2 separate regions of the Mus musculus genome follow, and region 2 is linked to region 1. Evidence: chromatin contacts called from public HiCAR-type data. All regions are on one chromosome and are shown on one strand. Each heading gives the region's core, a stretch centred on a gene start, on an enhancer-like site or on the middle of the called end of the contact. The rest is flanking DNA. Distances are from core to core; before and after follow the strand shown.

What was found. HiCAR-type assays count read pairs that join an accessible place to other places.
Region 2: a contact with region 1 is called in a HiCAR-type map of PVALB interneurons, with 3 times the contacts expected there. The contact joins the enhancer-like site here to the promoter of Magi2 in region 1. A contact is called at or near these places in 3 of 484 Hi-C or Micro-C datasets (cerebral cortex, cortical glia and forebrain), 2 of 115 datasets of contacts at active chromatin or transcription factors (PVALB interneurons and neural progenitor cells) and 1 of 9 other capture datasets (adipose tissue).

What each region holds. Positions count from the first base shown.
Region 1 is chr5:19,222,561-19,230,081 of GRCm38.p6, reverse strand. It overlaps Magi2 (membrane associated guanylate kinase, WW and PDZ domain containing 2), which reads right to left and starts at 3,036. Exons shown (of 23, transcript NM_001170746.1): 1 at 2,493-3,036. The coding sequence starts at 2,793. It overlaps 4921504A21Rik (RIKEN cDNA 4921504A21 gene), which reads left to right and starts at 3,527. Exons shown (of 3, transcript NR_102342.1): 1 at 3,527-3,941.
Region 2 is chr5:19,318,676-19,326,196 of GRCm38.p6, reverse strand. The region is part of intron 1 of Magi2 (membrane associated guanylate kinase, WW and PDZ domain containing 2); the gene reads right to left. Among named protein-coding and RNA genes, the nearest start is that of Magi2, 95 kb to the right of the region's middle. Within about 2 kb of position 3,481, at least 9 of the 459 cell types and tissues checked have an H3K27ac peak or open chromatin away from gene starts, as enhancers often do. A contact at or near this core is called in PVALB interneurons, where this site is marked.

The DNA of each region.
Region 1 (7,521 bases), core at 1,787-4,286:
ATGAATGTCTATATTTGGATACCTGGAGACTGACAGACTAAGGGTTAACATATACTGTGAAAAGATTTTCACCTAAATATTTCAGTCCATAATAATAAGTGTCCTGAATCTGAACAGCTTTATTCTTCCAAACAAAATACAAGCAAGAAGCTGATTGATCAGGATGAATTTTAGCTAAAATCAAGGCTGGGCAGGGATCACCCTCTGTAGATCTTTCTGCTTCTTTGTCAAGGTCCAGTAGGGAAACCTCATCTTACAACATCACTCCCAGCTCTGTTCTGCTAGAAATTATGCTTCCCCAAGGGAAAGACTTCCCAAATTTGCCCTAGCTTTATTATGAGCATTATCACAGAATAGGCCAGAAAATCCCATTTCTTATCTCAGATTCTCAATTTGCACAACTTTTATGCCTTCAGTTTTCCAATGTCTCTCTGGATTTCTTTTAGTAAATTGCTAATACTAGATAATATTTTCTTTTAATTATTTATTTTATTAATACTCATAAACACTTATTGTTTACGAGTATTAAAGTTTGCCAACATCTACCTCAACATGTAGGCATCAGAATAAAATGATCAGCGGGAACCACAGTAGAATATAATCACTGTGGAAATGTATTAACGTGGGCTTGTGAGGCTGATCTCAGGAAAAGTGTCTCAGCAAGCCTAATTTCCCTCTCTCACCCACAGAGCAGTAGGGGAGAAATGATTTTCAAGGGCTGTTTTCTGATTTCCATATCACACAGTGGGCATATCCATTCACCCATCCATAAACCATCAACCCCTAAACAAACAGATATTTTAAAAGCATTAACTTTTGCAGTTGTTTTCCTTTGCAAACACCAATATTTTTTACCACCAAATAACGGTATTGGTCAATTGTAGTAAACTGAACCCTAGCCTTGAACTTCACATTTGTTATCTATTGCTATTATGTAGTATCGTAACCTAAAATGTAGCAACACAATTTTCTGAATTTGAGTTCAAAGTATGTCACTTTGGAAAATGCTAGGATAGTAAACCCTCTTCTTCAGGGTCATATAATACTGCATGTCTATATTAGATCATCTAAAATGACATACGATGGATACTCAATAAATCCCACTGAAGATGTTTTCTTCCTTGACAGCTTAGCTTTAGAGAAGTTTATGAACCTTTATTCTCTCTTGTTTACTTCGGAACTTTTCTTTTTACATGTTAATTTTATTCTGAAAAAAACAACTGCTCTATATAGTATTTCTTCATAATGGATCACAGCATGAAGAGCAATTCTGATACAGTAATACTCAGAATTTCAACACTGGCGCAAGACAAATAACAATAGATAACAAACTGTCATACCATGCTGGTATGTTTGAGACAGATCTGTCCTGTCCACCTGTGCCACCCAAGAAACTGCATTACCACCAGAGGAAAACAAAGGCACGCTACATTTGTACAATAAAGTCTTTTCTAATGAAAGTTTTCTCTCAGGACCACAATTTTATTTCAAGCAAAGACATTTTTTCAGCAAGATTCCAATCTCTCTAAATTAACTTCACAGCCTAGAAGAGACTTGACAGAAGCCAAGTTAGAACACAGGGAGCCTGGGCTGTTGACCAGCTTGCATCTCCATCCACCTCTATGCCACAAACACGCCCCCATGTCTGGAGCTAGAGGAGAGTCCAACCACAGAGAAATCCTAGTCAATAAGAAAATTCCAGTCAATGAAGAATACTTAGGGGAACCCTTGTAATGCCGCAGTCTGCCTCCCCTTCCACATTAGAAAGCTCTCCCAGCTCCCCGCTTCTTAATCTCTGCCCCTCCTCCTGCCTGCTGGCCAGGGGCGATCTCTAGGGTTAGTCAGTCTGCACGTGACTCACGGTGCCCACATGACATGACCATGGGCGGGGGAGAAAGACCGAGGAGTGAAGCAGGGAAAAAGTTACTGAACACTACCGGTCAAAGCGTCCAAACCAATTTGTCCCTTTCCTTCCTCTCCCGTCAGTGATCCCTAGGGAACCGCTACGGACCAAGGTGTCTCCAGACTAGTTTTGGATATCCTGCAAGGGGTCTCCACTTGCCCCAATATTCAGAGCTTCTCCCATTCTCTCTAGCGACAGCTCTGCACCTCAAGTTGCTCCATCTTCCTTTCTTCCTCCTCCCTTGCTTTCCTCCTTCCCCGAAAGCTCTGTGTCCACTGTGGACATGCCATTGGCGCACATTCTATTTGGCCTAAAGCTCAGAGGAGGTCAGACAAGGCCAAGCATCTTCCAAAGGGGAGGGTCCAACTGGGCAAACTAAGTTGCCTGCTACAGTACCACCTGGCTTAGCCGGCCAGCCAGCCCCCCAGTCCCGGTCCCCCTAATGCTCCGAACACAGTTACCGTGCTCTCTGGACCCCACCCCGCGGTGGCGCAGCATACACCCATCCAACACCCGCGCCCACCCTGTTAATGCCATCCCCACGCCGGGGTCCCACCGCCAGGCAGAGCACCGAACAAGCTGCGCTCACCTTGCTTGACACACTTGAGCCGGAGGGGGTCCTTGCAGTGTTTGATCACGGCCAGAACGTCCCTGATGGTGAGCCCCGCCACGGGGGTCTCGTTCACCTCCAGCAGCAGCTCCTCGGACACCAACTTGCTGCCGCTTTCATAGGCCACCTTGCCCGGCTTCACCTCCCCCAGGTAGGGGAACTGTCCGTTTTCCGCGCCCCCCTTCAGTTCAAAGCCCAGCTGGCCCTCCGGGTTCCTGCCAATGACACTCTCGTGGACTTTGCTAGTCCAGTGGCTTTTCTTTTTCAAGCTTTTGGACATGGCAGTAGGGTGAGTCGCCTCAGTTCCAGAGGGTCCTTTGGGAAGGAGGGTCTGGGAGTCAAAATCGGGATGGAGGAGCAAGGGGGCCAAGGGAAGAGGGTGGCAGACTTTGCCTTTCTCTCCCTCTGCTCCGCGCTTTCCCTCTTCTTTGGATGGAGTGTGGCGGAGGAAGGGGGAGGATGAGAGGGACGGCTGGGCAGAGGTAGGAGAGCTTGGGTGAGGTTGTGCTGTCCCTTGAATGACACTCAAGGCTTTGGCCCCGCAGCGGAGGAAGCTGTGGTGGCGTTGGCGGCGTTAGCGGCGGTGGCGGCGGCCGAGCCAGCGCGAGCAGTGGCCGAGCTGGTGAGCGGGTGGCGTGGGGGTGGGGAGGAGGGTAGGGATGCCGGGGGCCACTCCTGCGTGCTGCGAGTGGGGAGCGCGCGCGCGCTCGCCGGCCTCTGTGTTGTTAGCCGATATCCATGGCAGCTGCAGTGGCAGCGGTAGGGAGCGCGTGTGTGTGCGCGTGTGCGCGTGTGTGCCTGTGTACTAGTTGTACTGTACTGGCAGGATGCAAGCGGGCGGCGGGGAGGGGGGAGCGTTGGGGGATGCGAGCCGAGGGAGGAGGCGCGCGCACCGAGTGGAGCGCCAGGGAGGGCTTCGCCGCCGTCTCCCTCCCTCCGCGGCTTGACCCGGTAGTGAAGGCGCTGGGAGAGGCAGGCCCCGGGCCGCCCTGCAGCCTGCGGGAGGAGGCGGGAGCCGGGAAGGAGGGGAGCGGAGGCCCGACATGGGCAGGCCGGTGAAGAGAGCCGGGATCCCTGGGTGGACCTGTCTTCAGCTTCCCTGTGAGCCGGGCTGCTAGCCTGCAGGACGCCCCGACTTGCCCACACCCCAACACTGGACAAAGCAGAAATCCGGGGAACCCGATGCCGAGCCTGGTGGCCCATCTACAGCACAGTCTTCTGGGGCTCCATCCTGCCACAAGGAAGCTGGAGTTCGGGGTCCCAGCATGGAACTGCAGAGGGCCTGGCAGGCGGAGCCCGTGGAGAGACTTCACTATTGGCTCGCTCCACTTTTTACAGTCTTTCATTCCTCGCAAAGTTCTCAGAAGTGCCCCTCCGATAGAGGAAAGTTAGAGGAAGGAGTCTGGTCGTCCTGGATGCAAGAATAAGGTGAAATAACATCTGCAGAGCAGGGCCATGTGTCCTCTTGGAAGAAACTGAAGAGGATTGAGTGGAGACAGGATAGAGGAGGGCACCTGCCCTAGTTGAAGAGTGGAGAGGGGCGGTGGGGTAGGTGTTAGGGAGATAAATGGAGTAAGAGCCTAGACATATAAATGGTGAGTGTAACCTGGACAGGAGTCAAGTTTTAGGTTAATCAGACAAACAAGTCTGCTACAGGAAAGAAAAGAAGGCTCTTGGTGGAGCGCTGTACCCCCATCTAGCTCCTTCCCCTTCTCCAAATTTAGAGCCAGGTGGAAAGCTAAGCAGGACACAGGGGGCTGAGGGCTGCTGACTTCTCCAGTCAAACCCTGAGTGGTGCTTTTTGAGTTTCCGTAGCTTACATTCCATTTGCTTAACTTTGAAATAATATGTTTCAGGCAAAAAGAAAAAAAAAAAAAGGAACCACTCACCCACTCATCTTTGTAAATCAGAGTATGGGAAGGAATTATCAGCAGTTAAGAGCTTTGATGTCTGGGATGTAGTGTGGGAGGAAAGCAAGGCGGTTCAAAAGGCTTAGCTGACCCAGACAGAAAAGAGGGGGTGTGTATCCTGGCTCTGGGGCTTTTCAGGAGTGCCACGTTTAGCAGGCTGTTCCACCTTTCTCTGGTTGTTTCCTTTTAAATAGGGGTAACAGTACTAGTGGGGCCTGGTGCACTGAGAAGACAGACAGGCAAGGCAGGGAAGGGACTGCCCCATACAGGTTTGTTGGCTTTGAACAGTAGGTTCTTCCTCTTCAGCCCCACCCCCACATCGTGGAGAGGACAGCAAATTAGGTCAGAGCTGAAGATCTTTACAAAGGATGAATTTGCTTGACTTTGTGCCTTTTTCCATTTGAGAAAAGTTGGCTATGACTGGTGAGGACTACCCAGTCCTTGGCCTTAAGGAATGCTCCTGAGCCAGCAAGATTTCCATTGAAAGGCCAGTCTCATGAAAAGTTAGGCTGAGGATTATAAAGCACCATTCTAAGTGGAAAGTGATAGAGGCAGTGAAGAACAGAATTTGCATTTGTTTAACAGCAGTTACAAATTACCTCCAATGTGTCCGCTGTTATTCTAATTGTTTATCACGTATTATGGTTATATTATATAGTTTATATACTTTACAGGTGAGGAAAGGAAGGCACAGAGATAGATTGGACAGAGATTTATTTGTTTTATGTCTTACAAAGTTATGCACCTAACCAATGTGACAATAATTTTATGCATTCAGACCCTTGCAGGTTGTCGTCACACCTGTATGTAGTCACTGTCTTGAGCTACTCCCTCTAACCCATATTACTTAGCACATGTCATAGTAGGACTCAGTATAGTGTGACCATGGTTTTAGGCCTGTTCCTTTTGTGGGACAGAAGAAAAACAGGGAAGCAGCTGCTTTCCCTAGGAGGCTCACTCATACCATTCTTAAGCTGGCAGAGCCACAGAGCTCTCTGTCTGCTCCTAGACCACCCTATATTGACTTGTATGCAGCTATTGGAATCAGAATCTCTAAACACCTCTCTCTTCCTCCTACATAGTTTTTTATTTTGTCCACTTGACACACATTTATATTTTTTTGGGAAATAGAACTGCAATTGAAAAAATTGCCTCTGCCAGATGCCTATCAACAAGTCTGTAGGGCATTTAAAAATTATTAATAATTGATGTTGAAGGGTGAAGTGATCCCTACTACTGGGAGTAGTACCACCATGGGCAGGTGGTCTTGGGTAGACTAAGAAAGCAAATTGAGCCAGCCATGTGGAAAAAGTAAGCAGTTATCCTTTGTTATCTACATTTTGATCCATGCCTAGAGGTTCCTGTCTTGAGTTCTTGCCCTAAATTTCCTCCGGGGTGGATTGCAGAAAGAAAATCAACTCTTTCCTCCCCAAGTTGCTTTTTTTTCTCAGTGCTCTATCACAGCAACAGAAAGTGAACTAAAACAATCGCCAACAACAATGTTAGGCTTTGTCAGTGTTAGAGTGGTTCAGACACTTCTGGATCCTCTATGAAGTTGTTCCGATCCCACAGCACAGAGCCTCCTACTAAGAGAGTCTCTCTGGCTGGTCACAGGCTTTCCTGAAAGTTTTCCCTGGCAGTGCAACTGGTATGTCCCCACCAGCTATATGACATCTCAACCAATTTTTTGACCATTGAGCAATGACCACATCAACATAAATGAGATTGAACTACATGGCTTTCTGCCTTGTCAGGATGAGAGGGGAGAGCAAAGAAATGGGTGGTCTAGATTTTTCTCTCCTTGGGTTGAATGCTATCCTATAGCCCTGTAGGAAGTAACTGTTTTCTATAGTAGGTTTTTCTGTATTTTCTAGAAGTGTCTTTGCTATCCTGCCTTCATTTACTATATACACACACCTATACGTCATAAATTCACTGAAGTACTGGTATGTGTATCAGTACATATACATATACAGTATACATATGTATGTATATGTATATCAATGCTAATTTTCTAATTTAATACCTTCTCCATGCTAGGTAAGTACTATACCACAGAGCTATATCCCCAGAGCCCTCAATATTTCTTTTTTATATATATATTCCAGACGAAACATGTTATATTTAAGAATATATTTGCATGTACATATGCCTATATGCATGCAATATTAATTAGTGAAAAAAGAGACATGAATTTGATGGAGACCATGGTGTGAGCGCCCTACTTGCCAGCAAAGCAGACACCACAACAGGATCCTTCTGCAACACGTTTATTGGGAGGGCATTTACTGCGTAGGCAAGAAGACCCCGAACCCAGAACTGGTGCTGCTTATATAGGCCTAGGAGAGGTGTGTCTCACACCGGGATTGGTTATGCATTCTACCTCATTTGCATGTTACTCATCTGATTGGTTATTCTCTCTCAGTACCTCACTGAGCCTCATTATCATAACTCATTTGCATGTCTCTCATCTGATTGGTTATTCTCTCTCAGTACCTCACAGAGCCTCATTATCATGCCCGGGCCAGGCAGTGACTTGGTGAAAAACTTTACTGCATATGTACACATTGGTTGTTTACTCAGACTTATGCGTGGTGGCCAGCAGTAGCCAGCGCCACCTTGTAATGGCATATGTGGCTTCCCACACTATGGGGGTATATGGGAGAGTTTAGAGGGAAAGATAGAAAAGGGAGAAATGCTGTAATTACATCTCAGTAAAACCAAGCACTATGAAAACAACACCCCCCAGTTATTTAGCATCGCAGCTAAGAGTTTTCTGAGCAGTAGTTCAGAGAATGCTCATAGCTAGGCTACTAAATGAGTAGACCTGGTCTGGGGGGGGGGCATGTGTACTCTTTTAATTACTGGCTTATAATTCTTTGTGAGTTATATTGAAAAGTGGCCAAAAGTTCATTTTTACATTTCCTATTTATAAGATGAAAGCATAAGAAAACTTGTTTCCTAAATTTTAAGCAACTACTCCACTTTTCCAAAATTAACCAAATATTTATTAATAGATATAAAATTTTATTAAATGTTTATTTTATCAAGATAATAATCATGTTTGCATCTGTAACAAATTTTTGCATTATTTTAAC
Region 2 (7,521 bases), core at 2,232-4,731, 96 kb before region 1:
GAAGATCATGTGAACCAAGGCAAATTTGGAGGGTGCTTTGTTTTTGTCATTCACTTTGAATTACCATGGTTAACTTAGATCTTTTTCTACAACCATAGCTATAGTGAATCGAATCTCAGAGTCTTTAAAACCATAGCCACACCTTGACTTCGTGCATCTGTCATAATGCACTTGTTGGGAACCAGGAATCAAATCAAAATTATTCCTGAAACTTCACTAATTAAGAATGGCTGAGGAAGGTACAGGTAAAACTAGAAGTAAATGTGATAACTGAGAGAGAATTTTTTTCTAAAATATAGCATGAGAGTCAATGGACAATATAATCAATTGATGAAAGACTAAGTTGTACACCAAGGAAAACATTCAACAAAATTGAGCACACCCTAGAGCCACACTCAGAATTGCTTGGGGAAATAGATGATGCCTAACTTTCTTGTGAGCATTGAGCATGTGAAAAGAAACCCAAAATGTAAGTTATTTTTAACTATCTCACTTTTGAAGCACCGTTCTCTAAGCAAGATGCAATTGTAATGCCATAAATCCACCTCATCTCTATCCAGTATAACCTGTGTGTGTGTGTGTGTGTGTGTGTATGTGTGTGTGTGTGTGTGTGCTTGTATGTATGTGTGTGTATAAATATGTGTATGTATGTGTGCATTCACGCATGCATGTGTGTTTTAAAATCATGAAATGTAAGGTGGAAGGCTGAATTTGACACTGCCTGTGTTAACATGGTTCTAAAGTATAACTTTCATTTCTAGAGTTTTGACAGTGTTGTGTATAGAGGGAAAGAGATATGCTGATTACATTTGGGAAAGGGGAGCAGAAAGGGGAATAAGAGGGCAGGGATGGGGTGGGTCCTGGCTACTTTTCTATTGCTATAATAAAATACCATGACCAACCATTTTATAGAAAGAATGGTTTATTTGGGCTTATGGTTTCAGAGGGATGAATTCAACAGCATCACTACAGAGAACAGCTCCACCAGGCAGGTATAGCAGAAACAAGTAATTCCTTGAATTACTAAAACTCACCCACAGAGTTGCACTTCCTCTAGCAAGCTCCCACGTCCTAAACCTCATGCACAAGCCTAGAGAGTGGGGAAAGTCATTGAGACACCTGAGCGCAAGTAAGTGAGTGAGTGAGTGAGTGAGTGAGTAAATAAGGAAGTCTTTCTTACTTAAACAGGACTGTACGTGGAAAGAGGCAAGGACAGGAATTTAGGTTGGTGGTGACAATGAGAAAGAGAAACCAGCATAAATCTGTGCGCTCACTTTGCTTTTTGATTAAGTAATAGTTCTCTACTGTATGCCTATGGCTGACTCTAATGAGGAAGCTATTACCTGATCAGGTATAGTCTAAAGTCTCACTGGGGAAAATTCCCACATGGGGACCTAACTGGGAGGAAATGTGAAAACAGGCAGGCCTCAGAAAACCAGGGACCAAGCCGAGATATAAAGGATTTGTGGATAACAAGCAACAAGCATGCCTGACTCCTTTGCACACTCTCATGTAAGGCCAAAGGAACAGTTTGTTGCCTGGGAAACATTCTAGCTATAGAAGCATTTTCTTAGCCTTAAAGAACAATCCAGCCACTTAGATGTTTGCTACATTTTTTTCCCACCATTCCTGCCCACAGGGATATAATATTGACATTTTATTCCATCATTATTTTGTTCTCTCCAGATAATGCTTTCTTTTGATCTTGGTACTGTAGCCCAGATTGGCCTAATAGCCTTGGTACAGGTTTGCCTCATAGTAATTCTCTCATCTCAGACATCCCGGTGCTACCACGATGGCTATCATGCTTGGCTGGGGTTAATATGCTCTTGTTCTTTCGCTTGTGTGACTATCTTTGCTCTTCTGTTTCATTTTGATAATATATGATGCTTAGTGTGAAGTTATATCACCTTTACATATGGACGTTCAGTGCTCTAATGTGTGACAGATTTAAATTGATTGGATTTTCCTGTCCAGTTTCCTGAGTGTGCAAAGAAGCATGCATGCAAAATATATACACATAACATAAAAATGAATAGGTCTATTGAAGAGTAATACTAACTTAATTTACCTATTAACATTACCAGTTTTAGATTTTCTTCCTCATGACCATTTCCTAAGATGATGGATTTTTACAATAAATGAATATTGGGGATGGGAAAATAAACCCACCTTTACTATTTACATTTTAAACATATTGTGTTGTTTTTATTTATTATTTAGTTTAGAGTAACTGTCTTACTGTGTAATCCTGGAAGTACTAGAGCTCCCCATGTAAACCTGTCTATCCTCTGTTTCTTGAATGCTCAGAATAAAAGCATTTGTTTCTACACCCAGGCTAAGTGTTCTATTTTTCACACTATTATTTTCACTTCACACTAATTGTTGTAGTCCCCCCTTTAGTCCTTAATGTAATGTAGTCACCTAAGGCATAAAATAGGAGCTGCTCCTCGACCATTGTACCCATATCCTCTGTATTTTCACATAATCAATTGCTGCTTGGTACCATCTTTTTATTTAATTTGTATATCCATGATACTGTTGTTGACTATTTTATTACTTTATTTTCAGGAATATATTATGGTTTCTTTTATGTGTCATACGTGTTACTTACATTTTCATAGTATTCTACCCATTTCTTCTTTGAATATTATTTCCTCATTTCTTGCTTGCATTTCATGGTTTATTTAGATTTCCTTGCTTAGAAGAGTGTCCAGGGCTAATGCCCCATGCCTGACCGACCCAGTCACCTTTCCTCACAGCTACTCCAGACTTCCTGAGATCAGATCACCCAGGAAGATTGGACAATACTACTATACACCCTGCTGGGGATTCCCTGCAGCAAGATGGAGCCCTTTACAATTCAAGTGAATGTCATTTTTAGGACAATTTTTTGAACTAAGTTATTTCAGGTGACAGGGAATTAAAAAAAAACAACATAATTCCATTCATCCCTGAATTTGAAGAACGCTGACTTTAGAAACGCTTACTTAAAAGTCCATTAGTCACCTACGACCTAAAGTAGAAGGTGGTTCTCTCCGATCGCACCCCGTGTCCATGACCCCTACAGGAGTCTGCTTCTAAGGCTGAAGACTTGTTATAATATTATTGGTCAGAATATAAAAGAAAAGCATTCATATGTGACCTGAATATAGAACGCCCAGCACATCTGTGACCTGAATATAGAACACCCAGCACATCTAAGCTAGACATAATTTTAGGTCTGGTTTGGGAAAAACTGGGAACCACTTCTAAGCATCTCTCCTGACGGGCATAGCTCCTCCACTTCAGAAGAAGGGCTTTATACCAGGCTTTAGATAAATACCTCAAACCTGGAAGACGAGTTCTTGTGAAATCCCCATGAGTACAGATGAGAGCGGTGCTTCTTAAAGTGTTTGGCAATTCGTCTGCATGGATGTAATCCTCCTTGTTTCATTCCGTTTCCACGCTGCTCTGCCAGCAGTCTTTTCTTGTTCTGTTCTAGTAATAGCTCTGATGAAACAGCTCAGCTTGCTATGAAGTCTCCCACCAGGGAAGGTACATGATTCATGGTGTGCAGAAAGGCAAAAGCATCTCCATTTCTCCCCCATGCTCTCTGCATAGCCAGGAAGGCCAACTGCAGTTAACCAAAAGCCTCACCATAGAGGACCAGGAGTGGCTGCTGAGATGCTAATAGGATAAATCAAGAGCAATGGGGTGCAGAAGCCTGCACATGAAACCTGCTCTGAGATATGTTTCCTGGGTCTATACAAGTCCAAGTGAAATATAAAACTGGAAAGTTTTTGTGGTGCAGTAAAAGTCATTTGTGGAGTACTTTCAGCATTACAAGTAAAATAACTGATAAACGTGTCTATCCTATTCATGTGTGCTTTTTACTACGAACTATTTGCAAAGTGAGGAAAAATATGCAAGCATTGCTGCCATACAGCACAAAGAGTGGATGATAAGTTTGTGGTTTTAAGAAACATAATAAAATGACAGGAAAAGTCAAAGTTTCTTTTGTTGTCAATACCACCATCTTCTCCATGACAAAAGGCAAACGAAATGTGGAATGTATGCGGTTATATGCCAACATACCAAAATGTCTATTTTATACTTCTTTATCCTATTTGCTAATCTTGTTGGCCATTCTTAGGATTTTGTTTTCTGAAGAAAAGGTATATAGTAATATATGTAATTCTCCTTTTAGCAGTAATCATGACCTGATTGGTCAAAAAGAACAAACAAAACCGAAGAAAACAACATCAAAAACCACCAAGGTGAATTATTTGCAGTGACTTCTCAGTTGTTGAACTTTTGTGTGACGTTAGCTTTTGAAAAGCATCCCTAAATTATGTTTACTGTACATTGATATTTACAGATTGAGAAATACCTAAAAATTATATATTATCTTCTTATATCTTCCTTTTTGGCTATAAAAGTTTACTTTTTGGATATAAGAGTTTGCTCGCATAATCTTATTTGTATAATCAGTGGATGTCTTACCATATTAGATAATCTTAGTATATTTCCCTAAAATTAAAAAAAAATGACATTCATTGAATTGAGTTATGGGAATTGGAAAACCTGGCAAGCTACATTGGAAAATAAATAATTCTTTCTGGTGAGTTTTATACTTAACAATAAAAGATACATATGTTATTCATTTTCAACCAGTGTACTTAAATCAATAACTATTACAATCTTTCAACCAATTATCATTAAAAGGAATAGGATCAATTAACACATAAAAGTATCTTGGCAGAGCTGGAAAAAGGGGGCCATTTCTATATTTCAGAAAAAAAAAAACCCTTGAAGCTGTTCATTTTGGAGTGCTGTATTGTATTTCTTTAATCTATGTTCATGATAGAAAATGCTGACACTTTCTCATTGTGAGCCTTACATGTCTGGCATGATCATTTTCTACTAGCTTTTAAGGTAAAAAAATATATAAAATAAGCTTGTATGGGATTTATCTTCTACTGTATGCAGATTGTTTATTTACAGCTTTTTGAAGAATAAAAACAAAAGAATATGAATATATCATTTTATATGCAAAGTTAGGTTTGAATTTTCAAATTCAATAACAACCATTACTTTTTCATGGAATCTTTTCAATATAATTTTCATGGAAAATATATTAATAGAAGTTGTAGAATAAGACTGAACAAGAAAACTGTACATGTGACAGAAAATAAAATACGGCTTATGCTTGAACTGGCGCAACTTATTCGTGCCTAGATATTAGCTGAAGCTAGTTCTGAATTTAGAATAGTGACAATTTATTTTAAAACATAGTCAACTAATAAAATAATAATAATAACAGTGTTCTGTGATATTAAACACTCAGTAAACTCAAGTGCTCTAATTCTAGAGAACGCTTGGCACAGAAAATGAAATGGTGAAGAAAGTTGGCTTTCCTTCTGATGATGTTCTCTGCTTTCCACATTGCCTCAAGTCAAGTCTGAAAACAGGGACTCTCTACTGAGCATGTACCCTTCTACTACATTTTTTTTCCACTTGTGCATAGCATCAAAAGAATATAGCATGCTATTACCAATAAGAAATTCTCATATTAATGAAATTTTAATTTACTCACTTATACAAATCATGATAAACCAAGCTCCTTTCATCAGATCCCCCTGTGAACATTGCACGTGCATGAAAGTCTGTTAGATGTCAGGAAGAGGCCTGAAAAGAGCTTCTTGGTGCCCTTCTAGGGAAATTGGCCCTGCAACACTTTGTGTGGAGTTTCAGACTCCATGCCTGTAATATTTTTTGTTGTTTAAGCCATCCAGTTTGTGCTACTTGTACAGAATCCCTGGGAGCAAACACAACTGCATAGAAATTGTTCTGTGAAAAAATTAAATAATTTACAACAAGAACTATTGAGCAGTGGGCAGAATACGAATACAATGTTTCAAAAAATGTTAATTTTTGTCACAAATATATATCCATTATGTTTTAAAACAAACAATTTAGGAAGACAGAGTTTTTTGGGAACTCAGAAAGAATCCTGACGCTTGGCAAGTAGCGTTAGGAAGTTTCCCGTTTTCAGATTTTCTTTTTGCGGTGTCATCTGGTGCTCTGTGGTATAACTCCTGCAGTGCTGTGAGCCCCTGCCACTATGTTTTCCCTCTGTCATGTGAACAGTACTTAGAGCATGCCCATGTGTGTAGGCTGGGCATCCTGGAAAAGTGGCTGCTCCTCTCTTTGGCTTCTACCATGCTGCCCAGAATGCTTATGCTCCAAATGTCTTTCTTTCTCAATACTGTGTAATCCATGTCCAGATATAGCTCTCCATTCTTAACTTCTAATGAAAAGGAAGAAAGGTAAGTTCTGACTAGTTGTCATCCAGTCTTGATAAGAGGGTTTTGTCTTATTGTATCTTGATCCGTTGTGTTTGCCTGTGGTTTCTTGGAGGTCTGTTCTTTTCTGAAGGAAAATGGAGAACAAGTAGTGGATCTGCAGGAGATGGAAGGTAGGGAGTACTGAGAGGAAGCCAGGAAGAGGAAACTGTGGTCAGGTTGTATTATATGAGAAGACAATCTATTTTCAATTTTAAATAACATTAAAAATTGGTTTCCACAGTGGTTATACAAATTTGCACTCCCACTAGTAATGGAGGAGTGTTCCTCTTTCTCTGCATTTCTGACTGGTGAAAGATGTAATCACAGCATCATTTTGATTTTCATTTTCCCAATGAGGACCTTGAACCTTTCTTTATGCATTTCTCAACCATTCAAAATTCTTCTGTTGAAAATTCTCTGTTTAACTTTATACCCCATTTTTAAAATTTGGTAATTTTGATTCTTAGTGTCTAACTTCTTGAGTTCTTTATACACACACACACACACACACACACATACATAAATAAATATATATATATATATATTGGATATTAGCCCTGTGTCAGATCTAGGGATGGTAAAGATCCTTTCCCAATCTGTAGGCTGCTGGTTGTGTTTTGTTTTTGTCTTTGTTTTTGTTTGCACTATTAGTAGTCTCCTTTGCCTTACAGAAGCTTTTCAGTTGTATAAGGTCTCATTTACCAATTGTTGATCTTAGAGCCTGAGCCTTTGGTGTTCTGTTCTGGACATTGTCTCCTGTACCAATTCTTTCAAGGATAGTCTTCACTTTCCCTTCTATTAAATTTAGTGTATCTGGTTTTATGTTGAAGTCTTTGTTCCACTTAGAATTGAGTTTTGTGCTTGGTGATTGATAGGGATCTGTTTGTATTCTTCTGCATCCAGACGTCCAGTTAGACCAGCACCATTTGTTGATGATGCTTGCATTTTTCCATGGTATGGTTTTGGTTTCTTTGTCAAAAAATCAACTGCCTGTAGGTGTATAGGTTTATTTCAGGGTCTTTGATTCAGTCCTATTGATCAACCTCTCTTTTCCTATACTAATAATACCATGCAGTTTTATTACAATTGCTCTTTAGTACAACTTGGGGTCAGGGATGGTGGTACCTCCAGAAGTTCTTTTATTGGTCAAGATTGTTCTAGCTCTCCTGGTCTTTTTGTTTTTCCATATGAA